2 separate regions of the Hordeum vulgare genome follow, and region 2 is linked to region 1. Evidence: chromatin contacts called from public Hi-C data. All regions are on one chromosome and are shown on one strand. The core of a region is the stretch at or near the end of the contact, and the rest is flanking DNA. Distances in the headings are between cores, read along the strand shown.

What was found. Hi-C and Micro-C count contacts between places; a contact is called where the count stands out from the background.
Region 2: a contact with region 1 is called in a Hi-C map of seedling, with 5 times the contacts expected there. The contact joins the promoter of LOC123439557 here to the promoter of LOC123443025 in region 1. A contact is called at or near these places in 2 of 6 Hi-C or Micro-C datasets (leaf and seedling).

What each region holds. Positions count from the first base shown.
Region 1 is chr3H:74,373,117-74,379,203 of MorexV3_pseudomolecules_assembly, forward strand. It overlaps LOC123443025 (aspartic proteinase 36-like), which reads right to left and starts at 2,803. Exons shown (of 11, transcript XM_045119245.1): 1 at 2,525-2,803. The coding sequence starts at 2,763.
Region 2 is chr3H:74,780,673-74,786,827 of MorexV3_pseudomolecules_assembly, forward strand. It overlaps LOC123439557, which reads left to right and starts at 3,428. Exons shown (of 1, transcript XM_045116254.1): 1 at 3,428-4,317. The coding sequence starts at 3,627. The coding sequence ends at 4,016.

The DNA of each region.
Region 1 (6,087 bases), core at 1,553-4,052:
CTGACCGTATCACTATGTTAGAACACACAATATATCTTATTCACACAATGGGACAAAACAAACAGATATGAAGTGTTCAGACAATACCTGGGCATTGTCGGCAAGTAAAATTTTGTGCTCCCACAGAAAAGACCACACCTATCTTATTCACACAATGGCACAAATAAAACAGATATGACATGTTCAGAAGAACCTCGGCATTGTGGGCAAGTAAATTTTGCTATATCATCAGGATACTCATCCCCTGTTCTCTCTAAAATCGACTACATGCTGTTTCCCCATTGTTAGGTGAATACAAAATTCTTTTCTCTAGGATGGCAAATACAAAATTCAGAAGGCATCAAAACACGAATCAATGAATCGATGGGGTGGACAGGACATTACTGGGGGTGTACATCAAAATTTCAGTCAGTCAACTAGGCCGCTTGCACTAATCGGAAAACTACTACTAGGACATAGTGGACTGAACATCCTAATGAAAAGAAAACCAAGGGTCCAGGCCGGCGAGTGGACGACGACGTCGGGCGCCGCGCGGCGTGCACTGCCGGCATGGGCGCCGCGCGGCGTGCACTTCCGGCATGGGCGAGCCGCGTGCGGGCAGCGCGGATCCAAGCTCGGAGAAGCCGGAGGTCAGCCCTGGGCGTGCCGCGTGCATCCACTCCACACCAACGGCCAGCCGAGAGTGGAGAAGGGGATTGAGGTCTCGGGGGAGGAGGCTGGAGGCGGACGGACCGTACCTGGCCAAACGGGCCGGGCCGGCGCGGCCCGCTATATTCGTGCCTGGCACGGCACGGCCCGTCAGGGCACGTTTATTAAACGGGCTGTGCCGTGCCGGCCCATGTGCCCGGGGTCCAGGCCTAAACACGATATGCGGCATAAACGTGCCGGCCTGTGGCATGCTGACCGGTTTGATTTAAAAAAAAAAACAAAAAAAAAAACACTGGCCCCGCCCCTCTCCCGCCTAAACCCACCCCTCTCCCGCCTAAACCCACCCCTCTCCCGCGCTCCTCCTTCTTCATGCGGTCCCGCCCATGCCAGCTGGCCGCGTCGCGTGACGGCGCGATTTGCGCCCTGCCGGGGTGGAGGCCTAAGCACGGCCCAGGATGTGCTCGTGCTTGGCCCGGACACGATTAGCCTGTGCCGGACCGGGCCTGTCTCATGCCTGGCCTGCGGGCAGCCGTGCCGGCCCGTCAGACACGGCACGTTTGGCTAGATTTGGGACGGACTCGACGAGGCAACTGTGCTATCAGCTGATGGGTTGGGCCCGAGTGATCTTTTGGAAGCGGGTCGTGGTTCACCTTCCCCGGCCCGCTGCTGCATCCCTCACCTCTGCGTGGGCCGAGGTTTGCCAAGAACACAGAGAGAACATTACTTATTTTTTTTATTTGAACACCGCTCGTCCACCTTCCCCGGCCCGCTGCTGCACCCCTCACCTCTGCGGCCGTGTCGTCGGTCACCTTGCCTGCCCTCTCTGCACGCTCTCGCCTCTCCGCACCGCTTCACTCCTCGGTGGCTCGGTCACCCCACCGGCCACCGTCGTCGGCCCCCTTCCTGCCCCTTCGGCAATCTTGTTGACAACCACATCACAAATTACACAAAGTTAACTTGATGTGGCCGAGCATAACTACCACAAATGGCGCACGTTCTTCCTCTTCCTTCTTCTCATAGTACAACGTCACCCTCACGTCGAGCACCCACCGCCGGCCTCTCCCAATGACATCTAGCGCTCTACTGACGCGCGCGGCCACATGTCCCTCTGGATTTACGCCATTGTCAGTGATCCTCCTCCTCAACTTCGTCATGGGTGCCGATGTCGTCCATGCGACCATGCCGACGAGCTTGATGGAGATCCGCCAAACGGCACCTCCGTCGCGGCCGACGCGGTCGCGGAGTCGTCGGCAGCATGCGCTGTGAACCATAATTTGAGGTTACCTTCCCTAATGATGCCCGCGAGAAGAAGCCCCCTCCCTCACCCCCCTCAATCACCTTCAAAGTAGCTAGCGGCCTGCCGGCACTCGCAAGCAGCAAAGCAACGTCGCCGAGCAGAGCCGGGGGAGTGGACGGGCGGCCCGGTACAACCATGACCAGCGGAACGACTCACATGGACGAGATCGAGGCCGTCCGCGTCGTTCTACTGGCCCTGGTGAGCACCTCCAGCAGGACTCAATATACTCCCTCCGGTCTTTTTTAGTCTGCATATAAGTTTTGTCCGAAGTCAAAGTATCTCTAATTTGACAAAACTTATACAAAAAATTATGAACATTCACCATACCAAATCAATATTGCTAAATTCTTTACGAAATGTAGTTTCATAATGTATATATTTGGTATTGTAGATATTGATATTTTTTAATATAAATTTGGTCAAACTTTATGAAGTTTGACTTGACCAAAATTTAATATGCGAGTAAAAAGGACGGGAGGGAGTACTACCGGCACCTCGATCGTCAGGAAATGATAATAGACGACCAGACATGTCGCTGTAACTACTGCTAAACTAAAGATCGATGCTGCAAAAACGTACCCGCCGGCCAAATAACTGTTCCCTGTGCCGACCACGGGGAGATCAGCAACACCTTCACGCATCAGACCACGCATGGTCAGTCGGAGTTTGTCGATGTTGATCATCTCCGTGGAGGATGCTAGCCGTCGCTCCAGTCTCAGAACGACGGGCTGAGGAGAGGCTCCGGCAGCAAGCAACGCCACCGCACCGAGCAGCACTGCTGCTGCAAAACAGGGCCGGAGGAGCCCGACGCCCACCATTGGAGAGCTGTTCTATGTTTCTCGGGGAAGAAAGGGTTTAAAGTGAGGTGCGCGGAAGAGAGAGGAGCTCGCTGATGCCAGGAGAAAAGGACAGCTGTGTTCAACAGGCATGCAATCATAACACAGTGGCCTGTTACAAACAAACACCAAAGAGGTAAAATGTTTTGCCTTTCTCTATTTATGGTTACTGTCACTGAAGCGCGGCATGTGCTCGCATGTTCTCTCAGGTCTCAGTTCACGAGTCCAGCTGGTGCAAATTGCTCGATGCACGCATATAGAGAGCTGCAAAAAAAACTGTTCCAACATTTTCCTTTAACCTAATTTCTTATTAGGATGTCTCCAAAAATACACCCCATCTCTCTTTCATATATCATATAGAGAGAGAGATGCAAATCTCTCAGTAATCCAATCCACCGCGGCGGAAGCTAACCGCCCGGATTTCACGGCCCGGCACGCCACTGCCACGACCGGCCAAAGTCCCCCTTCCCGTCGGCGATTCCCGTCCTTCCACCCCGTCGGTGGCCAGCTGCAACCGCACAGTTGCATCATCGGCGGCCATGTCGCCTCCCCTTTCCTCAGGCGTCATCGCTTCCCCTTCCCTAGCTGGTCGTTGGCGATTGTCGCACCTCCATCGAGACCACACTGTCGGCACCACTACCGCCTCCCTGCACCATCATGGTATCGGCCACCGCAACACACCACTGGGTCGTAGGCAGTTGTCACTCTTGTTTCGTGTACCACTTTGATGTTGGTCATCAGGGCTCCGTTGGCGTGTCTTCTAGGAGAGAGAGAGAGGGGGGAAGGGACGGAGGGAGGGAGGGGGGAGAGAGAGAGAGAGTAGTCACTGACGGGTGGAGGTGCATAAATTCCAGGCAGGTATAGATGAAGTTGTACTGAAAAACTGCCACAAGTGCACGCTTACAAAAGCCATAAAAATATTGAGGGAGCTCCTAAACGCACATATAGTATGGTACCATATAGAAAACTCTTGGGAGATGTTATTGAGTATTTGACAAAACTACCACTTTAAAGGTAAGGGGCCATAGAACTATCACTTTTTTTTAAATGGCTGGAAACTATACTATTTTTTTATTTTGTGACTAAAAACCATCATTATTGAAAAAATAGGTAGTTTAGATGATTTAAACACGTTTCTGATATGGGAGGCCCACCTGTCAGTACTGACATGACGCAAAGTCAACTTGTTTATTTGAACCGTTAAATTGATCACTCATATATGTGAGGCCCGTGTGTGAGCAGCGACCTTCTTCTTCCTTGTCCTTTTTTCTCTTAGGCTTTTCAATGAACGCCTCATGTGCACTCACGCTTGAGCTCCGAACTACTCCATGACGACTCCCCGACGCAACACCTCCCCGGCGTCGGTCGGGTCAGATGCCTCACGCTGTTGTGCTCGTGCTGCTACTGCCTCGAAATAGGCTTTCGTCCCGCTATATGGATATAGCAACCACCAGATACAACATCCCGAACACCGTTGGGGCGGACAACACAAGCACGCCCAAAAGAAAATACAAGAGAAAATAAGAGAAAAAAGCCAACAACACCGGATCAACGAAAGCTACGACTTCCCGCGACCGTTGTGCCCATCGAAGATAACTACCACGCTCCAAAGCCACCGAGTTGTCGTGTACCAAGCACCACCTTCAAGAAGGAATGCGACGATGTCGACGCTGTTGCCCGAACGAATCCTAGGATTTCTCCCGGTACACGGAGGGTGGTGGGGTGAGAGGGTCACCCGACGCCCTTCAAGAAGGATGGTGGCGCCCGCAGGCGTCACCGCGTTGGTGCCGTCAAGATCCGACAGGGATTTCTCCCGACCCCTCGCACCCGACACCCAGGACCAACCTTCGGCTCCACCACACCCGCCGTCCACCAACATGCACCAACACAGTCACAAGGAAGTCGTCGTCGTCTCACCACGGCCAACGAAGCGAGGCCGATCGGATCCAAACGAGACACCCGTAAACAAGGACCGACAGCACCGCAACCACGAGGGAGGGAACAAACTCCACCAGCTTAGGCGGTAGCAGACCGGGCATAGCAGCAGATGCACACCAGACCAAATGTCCAGCCGATCAGAACGGACCCGTGAAGCTCCACCGCCACGCTGCAGCAGTCACGGCACATCAACCGTTGTCCCTGTCACGAGGAGCTCGCCAGAGCCACCGGAGGACAGCCCACCACGGCCCCAGCAGGCCCGCCCCGACCCAGATCGGGCCTCTAGGGCCTAGATCTGAGCCAGCCGGGCGCCGCCGGCCGCCGCATGCGAGGGCCATCACCGCCGCCAAGGGGCAGCGCCTCCGCACCGCCGTCGTCCAAATCCGCGCCGGAGCGCCGCCGGTCGAAGGGCTCCGCCGCCAGGACCGCCTGCCCGAGCCGGGATCCAGCGACTGGGGAAGAAGGGGGGCCGCCATTGCCGGGCTGCGGGGCGCCGCGCGGGCAACGCCCCGCCGCGCCCGCCGGCAGCAGCGGCGAGGGGGAGGGGCGGCGGCGGCTCGCTGGGAAGGGAAGGAGAGGGGAGCCGCCCCGGTCGCCTCGCTCGGGGGAGGGCGACGCGGGGGGCCTCGGAGGTCCTGTATTCGCTCTCGTGTTATTCGCTCTCGTGCTGATACTGCGCCGGCCCCTGCGTGCTCGTGCTGCTGCTATTAGGCGTGCGCCGGCACAGAGCAGCAAGGTGTGGCATACGGCGGCACATAGCATCCAGGTGCGCCGTGCTCGATCTGGTGCAGCTGCTAGGCGTGCGGCAGCGCGGAGCAGCAAGGTGCGCGTACGGCGTCACGGAGTAGCAAGGTAAAACATAGGAGTATCTTTTTGACCCATTTTACTCTATCTAAACAAAATATGTAATTCCTATCAAAAGTGACAAAAGAGGGTGGAAAATAGACTCGACTTAAAAAAGAATGAGTGACATGCATATATAATTTTTTTTTGCGGAAGACATGCATACTCATATCTTTATTTGTTTTGTTTATCATATATACCAATTGTTACGTACAACATCTCACAGGAAGTCAAGCCGCGTCTAGGTTGGGGATAGTCTAGTTAAATTTGCTCGTACTGAAGGAAGAATCATGACTTGGTTGGGTTCTGGTCCTGATGTTTCTTTACAGTTAGCTGATGATTTTACAGTTAGCTGATGATAATTATAAGGACAATATGCATGAGTTGAGTAATATAATTGTTTCACCCGCAAAAAAAGCCGTGTCTGTTCCAAGTGAAAGAACGTTTTCGGGACAAAGGCAAAAAATAAAACAAGGGGATATTTGATGTGTGGCTGTTCTTTTCCTAACAACGACTCTCTTTTTT
Region 2 (6,155 bases), core at 2,178-4,677, 410 kb after region 1:
CATGCCGCCGTGGTGCTGCACGTAGGCCGCCACCACCGCTACCCTCATGTAGCCCAAAAGCTCAGCCAGGCATGGACAAGCTCGTGAAGCTCCCATCGTCACGCACGCTGCGGTGCGATGTCAACGTTGTCATTCCCGCCGTGAGCCGCGCCGCAAACCAACCAGAGGCGATGGGGCAGGCCCGACCTGACCCAGATCGGACCCGGGGGGTCTAGATCTGGGCCTGCAGGGCCGGATCACTGCCACCGCTACCCAGCCACCAACGGCAGCACCACCGCCACCGAGACCATCCACGCCGCACCAGGGGAGCCTCACCGCCGCGCCGGGTCGCTGCTGCCGAGACGCACCACCAGGCCCCGGGCTGCCCCGCGCCACCCGAGCCAGGAGGGTAAAGGCCGGAGTCTCGCCGCCACCGGGGCCGCCCGACCAAGGGCCGGCGTGGCGCACCGGCGACGGCGGAAGGAAGAAGGGAAGGGGGGAGAGTGGGCGGGAGGCGGCGCGGCGCGGCCCGGCCACCGCGGGGGCGGCACGGGTCGTGGAGGGGAGGGAAGGGGAGCAGGCCGCGAGTCTCCGACTTGCATGCTTTTTCCCCAAAAACAAAAGGGAAGGTTAGCAAAAAAGAGAGAATGAAATCTTAAAATACAAAAGCATTTCACAACAACCTGTAACAACAATCAGGCCTAATAATAAAGTTCAGCGGGAAAAGAAAATACAATGACATCATGTCCAAAACTCTGAAGTATGAAGCATGTTGCTCTTATGCAGCACTTGGTGCCGCTGACACCGAGAGCAGTGCGCAACCGACGGCATACTTGTGGAGGCAAGTGTCAGAGGAGCCGAAGGAGACGGCGATTAGGAGGTGGAGGTGGTGGCAATGAGAAGCACGGCTGCTGCAGCAAGAAAGGTAGGGGTAGGAGAGGTGTTGGTGCATGAACGGCGCTGTCGGCGTACTTATGGCGGCTGGTAACACGGGAGATGGGGGAGGAGTGAAGGGGATGACCACGAGGACGGGGAGGTGGCGGTGATGGGGCGCTGGAACTCCGGCGTCACAGGAGGAGGCAAGAGAGGCATTGGTAGATGAACGATGTCGGCGGCGTGCTTGCCGAGATCGGCTTCGGAGGAGACGGGCAAGGGGATGGAGAGGAAGTGTTTGCATTTTCCTAATTTTGTTGCATGCCTTTCGGTGATGTGCATTCAATGGGAATGCATGTTCATATCGACTACGAAGACGTCTTTGATGATTTCGTTAATTTCAAGATAATGTGCCGTCTCAGTTTTTTAAAGATGTTCATAGAAATAAGATATACGTGAGTGCGTTTATAGAGATGAATGTATGCTCGTGTATGTAAGCGATTTTGATTTTACTCAGTTAAAAAATTGCATGCATTATGTGTTTCAGATGCGCCACGTTCTCTCGCACAAAGGAAAAAAGATGCGTTACGTTCGTTCACTCCAAAAGCTATCAAGGAAATTGATAAAAAAAACTATTAAAAGGAAAATGGTTAAAAGATATATTCCAAATTTGCATCGCATCCTAAGTAGACAGGCGTGGTCATTTATTAATGGTAAAAGGAAGCAAATATATATCTTACTATCCCAAGCACGAATGCAGATCCCTGCAAAAAGAAGTACAAATGCAGATTACTTAAAAACAGAAGACCTTAAATACCGAAAGTCATCTTCTGCTTAAGACTTAAGAGCTCATATGAAGCTCGCGATGAACAGTAAGGCCACAAAATATTGAAAAAAAAATGATTTTCCTAACAAAATTTGAAAAATGTTTTAAGTGCTTACAGAACTTTATCATAAATAACATTTGTGAAAGTCATGGAAAACAATCAGCACAAAATGCTTTTGAAAATAACACTTTTGAAGCATCTTTTTTCAATGTTTGCCTCAGATAATTTTCAATGTTTGATGAATCTTGTGAGCGTTGAATACATTTTTCAATGCTTGCCTGAGATAAATTCTAGAATCTTTATTCATTTTTTTTGGATTTTGCTGTTTCCTCAAGCACAAATGAGCTTGACTTTACTAACTTCACCTCCCTTAAATACAATGAAACTAAAGATTTAAAATGTGTGCTAAAACGACGAAAAACAAATGTGGGTTCACTCCAAGGCCCTTTATCAGATTAATTTTAAATACAATACAAATATTCATATACACGTGCAAACACTTATTTCTATGAACACACATTCTATCCATATAAACCATTTTAAGAGATTGAGAGGGTGTTTGGATACGTTTTAGTCCCATGACTAAAAGTAGTGGGACTAAAACTTGCTAGCCTCACCCATACTTGGATCCAAATACTAAAGAGACTAAAATCAAGCTAATGAACATTTATTATCCTTCAAACCATCCAATTCAGAATTCGCCTGTGTTAAAGGAGAGGAATTAAATGAGGAGAGAGAGGACTAATTCATATTTTAGTAGGGGTATCCCTGATTAAATTTTTTAGTCTCAAAACTAGTTTTAACCCCTTTTTAATCAGGGGTGCTTGAAACTTTAGCCTCTTAAAGAGACTATTTTTAATCAGATCAAAATAAGTCCCTTTAATCCAAGCACCCTCTGAATTGTCATATCACCTTGAGATTTATGAAGTCACCGTAGACACCTCGTTATCGATGAAAATGTCTCCTCTCATTGAATGTGCATCGTCGAAAATTCTAAAATAAATGCAAAATTAATACGAGCATTAGAACTTGAACCCGATGAATTAAAAATACTATTGTCCCACTAACCATCAAAATGATAGACCGGTTCGTCCGTCCACCCAAATGTACCGGACTGATATATACTTAATGAAATCCAAACGGGGTATTTCTACAGTAGTAACCAACCGAGTGGAGAACCGAGCATAGCACAGTTGGCTTGGCGCTGGAGTTTGCAGCCAGCCAGCCAGGGTTCGAGCCTCGGCTCTAACACTGGTGCTCACGGAGTTTTCTTGTATAAAAAAATGCCAACAGGCTAGATTAGCCTGGGTTGGTCTCATTCATTTTTCTTTTTGCAAACCAACCGAGTGCCCCGAAACTGCGGTTTTGCCAGCGCTTCTTCGTTTTCTTCTAGAGCGAGGCTGAACGTTCGCAAGATATTTCGTTGGACGAAGAGAAAGGCAAAACCCCGGACGTGCCGGTGCCCCAAGCACCACACCCCCGCCCACGGGCCACGAGGCTACCGTGCGTGCCATCCGACCCGAGGAGCCGAACCCCGGCGCGTCCCCTCTTTCTCTACCAAAAAAGCGCACGCGCCCGCGGTCACGGGCGCACACACTCCCACCGCGAAAGCGACGGCGGAGAGCGAGAGAGCGCCCCGCGCGATGCGTGCCGCGTGCCCCATCCCGTCCCGTCCCCTCGCCCAGCCCGCGGCGCGAACCTTATCCACCCGTTCCCCTGGCCTCCTCCCGCTTTATAATAACCCCACCACCATTCTCGCTCCCATCCCACCACCTTTTCCCAGCAACGGCAACGCAACGAAACGAACCGAACCGAACCGAACCAGGCCAATCCAACCCGTCGCCTCTCCCTCTCCTCTACTCTCGGCTGCGAATTAAACCCACCCCGCGAATCCTTCGATTCCGGTTCCTCTTCCTCTCTCGCAGCGCGGCGCGAAGCAACCAATCAATGGCGGTGGCGTCGGGACCCGCGGCCACGTTCTCTGCCAGGGGCCTCCCCGCGGCGCCGGGCGCCGGCCGGCCCTGCTCGTGCGCCGCCGCGGCCACCGGCGGGGCGAGGTTCCGCGGCGCCGACGGGAAGTGGTGGGCGCCGCTCCTCGGGTGGTCGGGCCAGCCCGACTACATCGACGCCCAGCCGGCGCCCGCACCGGCGACGGAGGAGGAGCGGGCTGCTGGATGTGGAGCGGGGGCGAGGCGGTTCGGGGTGCTGACGGAGGAGAAGGCGCGGCAGCTGCGCATGCGGATGATGGAGACGGAGAGCTTCCACGACGCCATGTACCACTCCGCCATCGCCTCCCGCCTCGCCTCCGCCGCGCCCGACGGCGACGCCAAGCCATAGGATGTTAGGAACAGCTCACCGGCCGCCGCGACCGCCGGCCGAGCCATGGACGCGCTGTCAGTCTGTGTACATACACTTTTGGTTGTTCTGTTTGTCCTGTTGATCGTTACTGTACTCGAACCCGAAGAAGGGGCCAGTGGTATTTAGGACAGGGCCCCTTCAGGCTCTCCTCAACCTGATTATTCCATGGAGACGGGGGCTGGTTAACTAATCTTATCTTAGTTCTGAAGCAAAACTAGGTAGGAGTAGAACCTGAATGTACAGAAGTAATTTGGTTGTAATGATGTTTACGTTTCGGTTTGCTCAGTGTTTTACTGCAAGGGGTTCCAACTTTGTGGTGGAATCACGGTCAGTTATCAGATTCAGATGCTTGCGAGTTGCAAAAATAGTCGTTGATTCATGTATCTCTAGTCACTGCAGCATGAAGGCTGATGGCTCACAAAGGCGCAATTGCACGTCGTCTTCAGCAATAATTAACCCATGGGACTTTGCGTCCCTGTCGACCGGCCGTTGGTTTTGGCTGTTGGCCGTGGGTTATTATAAAGAGGATTAACACAGCGCACGTCATCGCCATTTGATTCAACTCTGTGTCGTACGCTGCCGAGCCGCCATTGGCCGGCTCATCGCGGAGAGGCTGACGCCGTCACGCCGACCTCTGCTTTTCATCGGATATGATCCAATCCATGTTAGGTTACTTTAAATATAAGTTTTTTAAAGATTTTATTAGGGAAAAAGATTCTTCTCAACCGACGGATTACAACAATGCATCCATCAGGCTTGTGGCCGTTGGATTGGATTTGATGACCTCACGTGGCTGTAGGAGCCCATCGGTGACTAGAAATATCTAATCTTCATGTCCTTATTTTTATCCTCACAAAAGTCATCGCTCACTACTCGTTTTCTTCATGGATTAATCTCGTCACTCTCTCCCAAGCATCCACACATCGGCCGTCCTTCCATCCTATCGGCTATCCCTTGTGCGTCGGCTTTGAGAGAGGAGGGGTCTCAGCTGCGACTCTCCATGGATTAGTCCGTTCTCCTTTTGCAACAGGGGCTCGTCTGGGTAAGGTCCAGCAGGGTTGACGGGGAGCTTTACAGTGTCGGTGCTCGTCGGCGGCGCGACGCTGCTACTCCCTCATCGGTGTGATTTTTTTCCTGTAACATCCTCTTTGTTGCAAAAAAAGATTCTGCAACATTACTAATGTTGCAAAACTTTCATCCATCGACATCTTTGTTTGAAAAAAAAACTGCTACACTATCTTTATTGAAAAATAAAATTGCAACGCAACCTCTGTTGCAAAAAAATTCTGCAACATAACCTTTGTTGCAAAAAAAAATCTGCGACACAATCTCTATTATAAATATTTATACAACAAAACTGTTGTTGCAGGAATCTGCAACACCATCTCTGTTATAAATGTTTCTATAACAAAGTCGTTGTTGCGGGAATTAATGAATGGGGAGGGGACAAGCCGGATGTGGCAGGAGATCGATCCGACACTGCCTGCACGTAGATCCAACGGCTATCGATGTGACGGATGTATAGCACACATCAACCGATAGATGCGTTTTATTAGGGAAAACTGCGTACGAAATAAAATGAATAAATCTACGTTTTAATATTCGTCACCCTGGATGAGGAATACTTATTCTTCATCCCCGCTATTTTCATATCAATGCACCGTAATTTAACATTTTGTAAATTTTGTCTTATTTCATATGTAAAAAGTGACCCTAAGAAAATATATAGACACCATAAAAGTATTTTATGTCATGTAAAATTAAAAACACAAAAACATAGTGTAAAATATATATATATAATACGTTTTCTTGTCTTATGACCTATATTTTTTGTTTTCTTATGTCAAACTTTACGTAGTGAATCAGTATAAATGTAATTATTTGAATTTTAAATGTTATTTAATTATGAAACGATCGTAAGATTAACTCGGGTGAAGAATAACTTATTCTGCATCCTGAGTGATGAATAGACTTTATATATACATAGGTCTTATTGACCACTATGTAAAATTTGGCATAAAAAATTAAAAATATAGGCTGTAAGACAAAAAATTATGCATTTTATGTACATTTTACACTATGTTTTTATGTTTGTAATTATTTATAGGGTCACGCTAT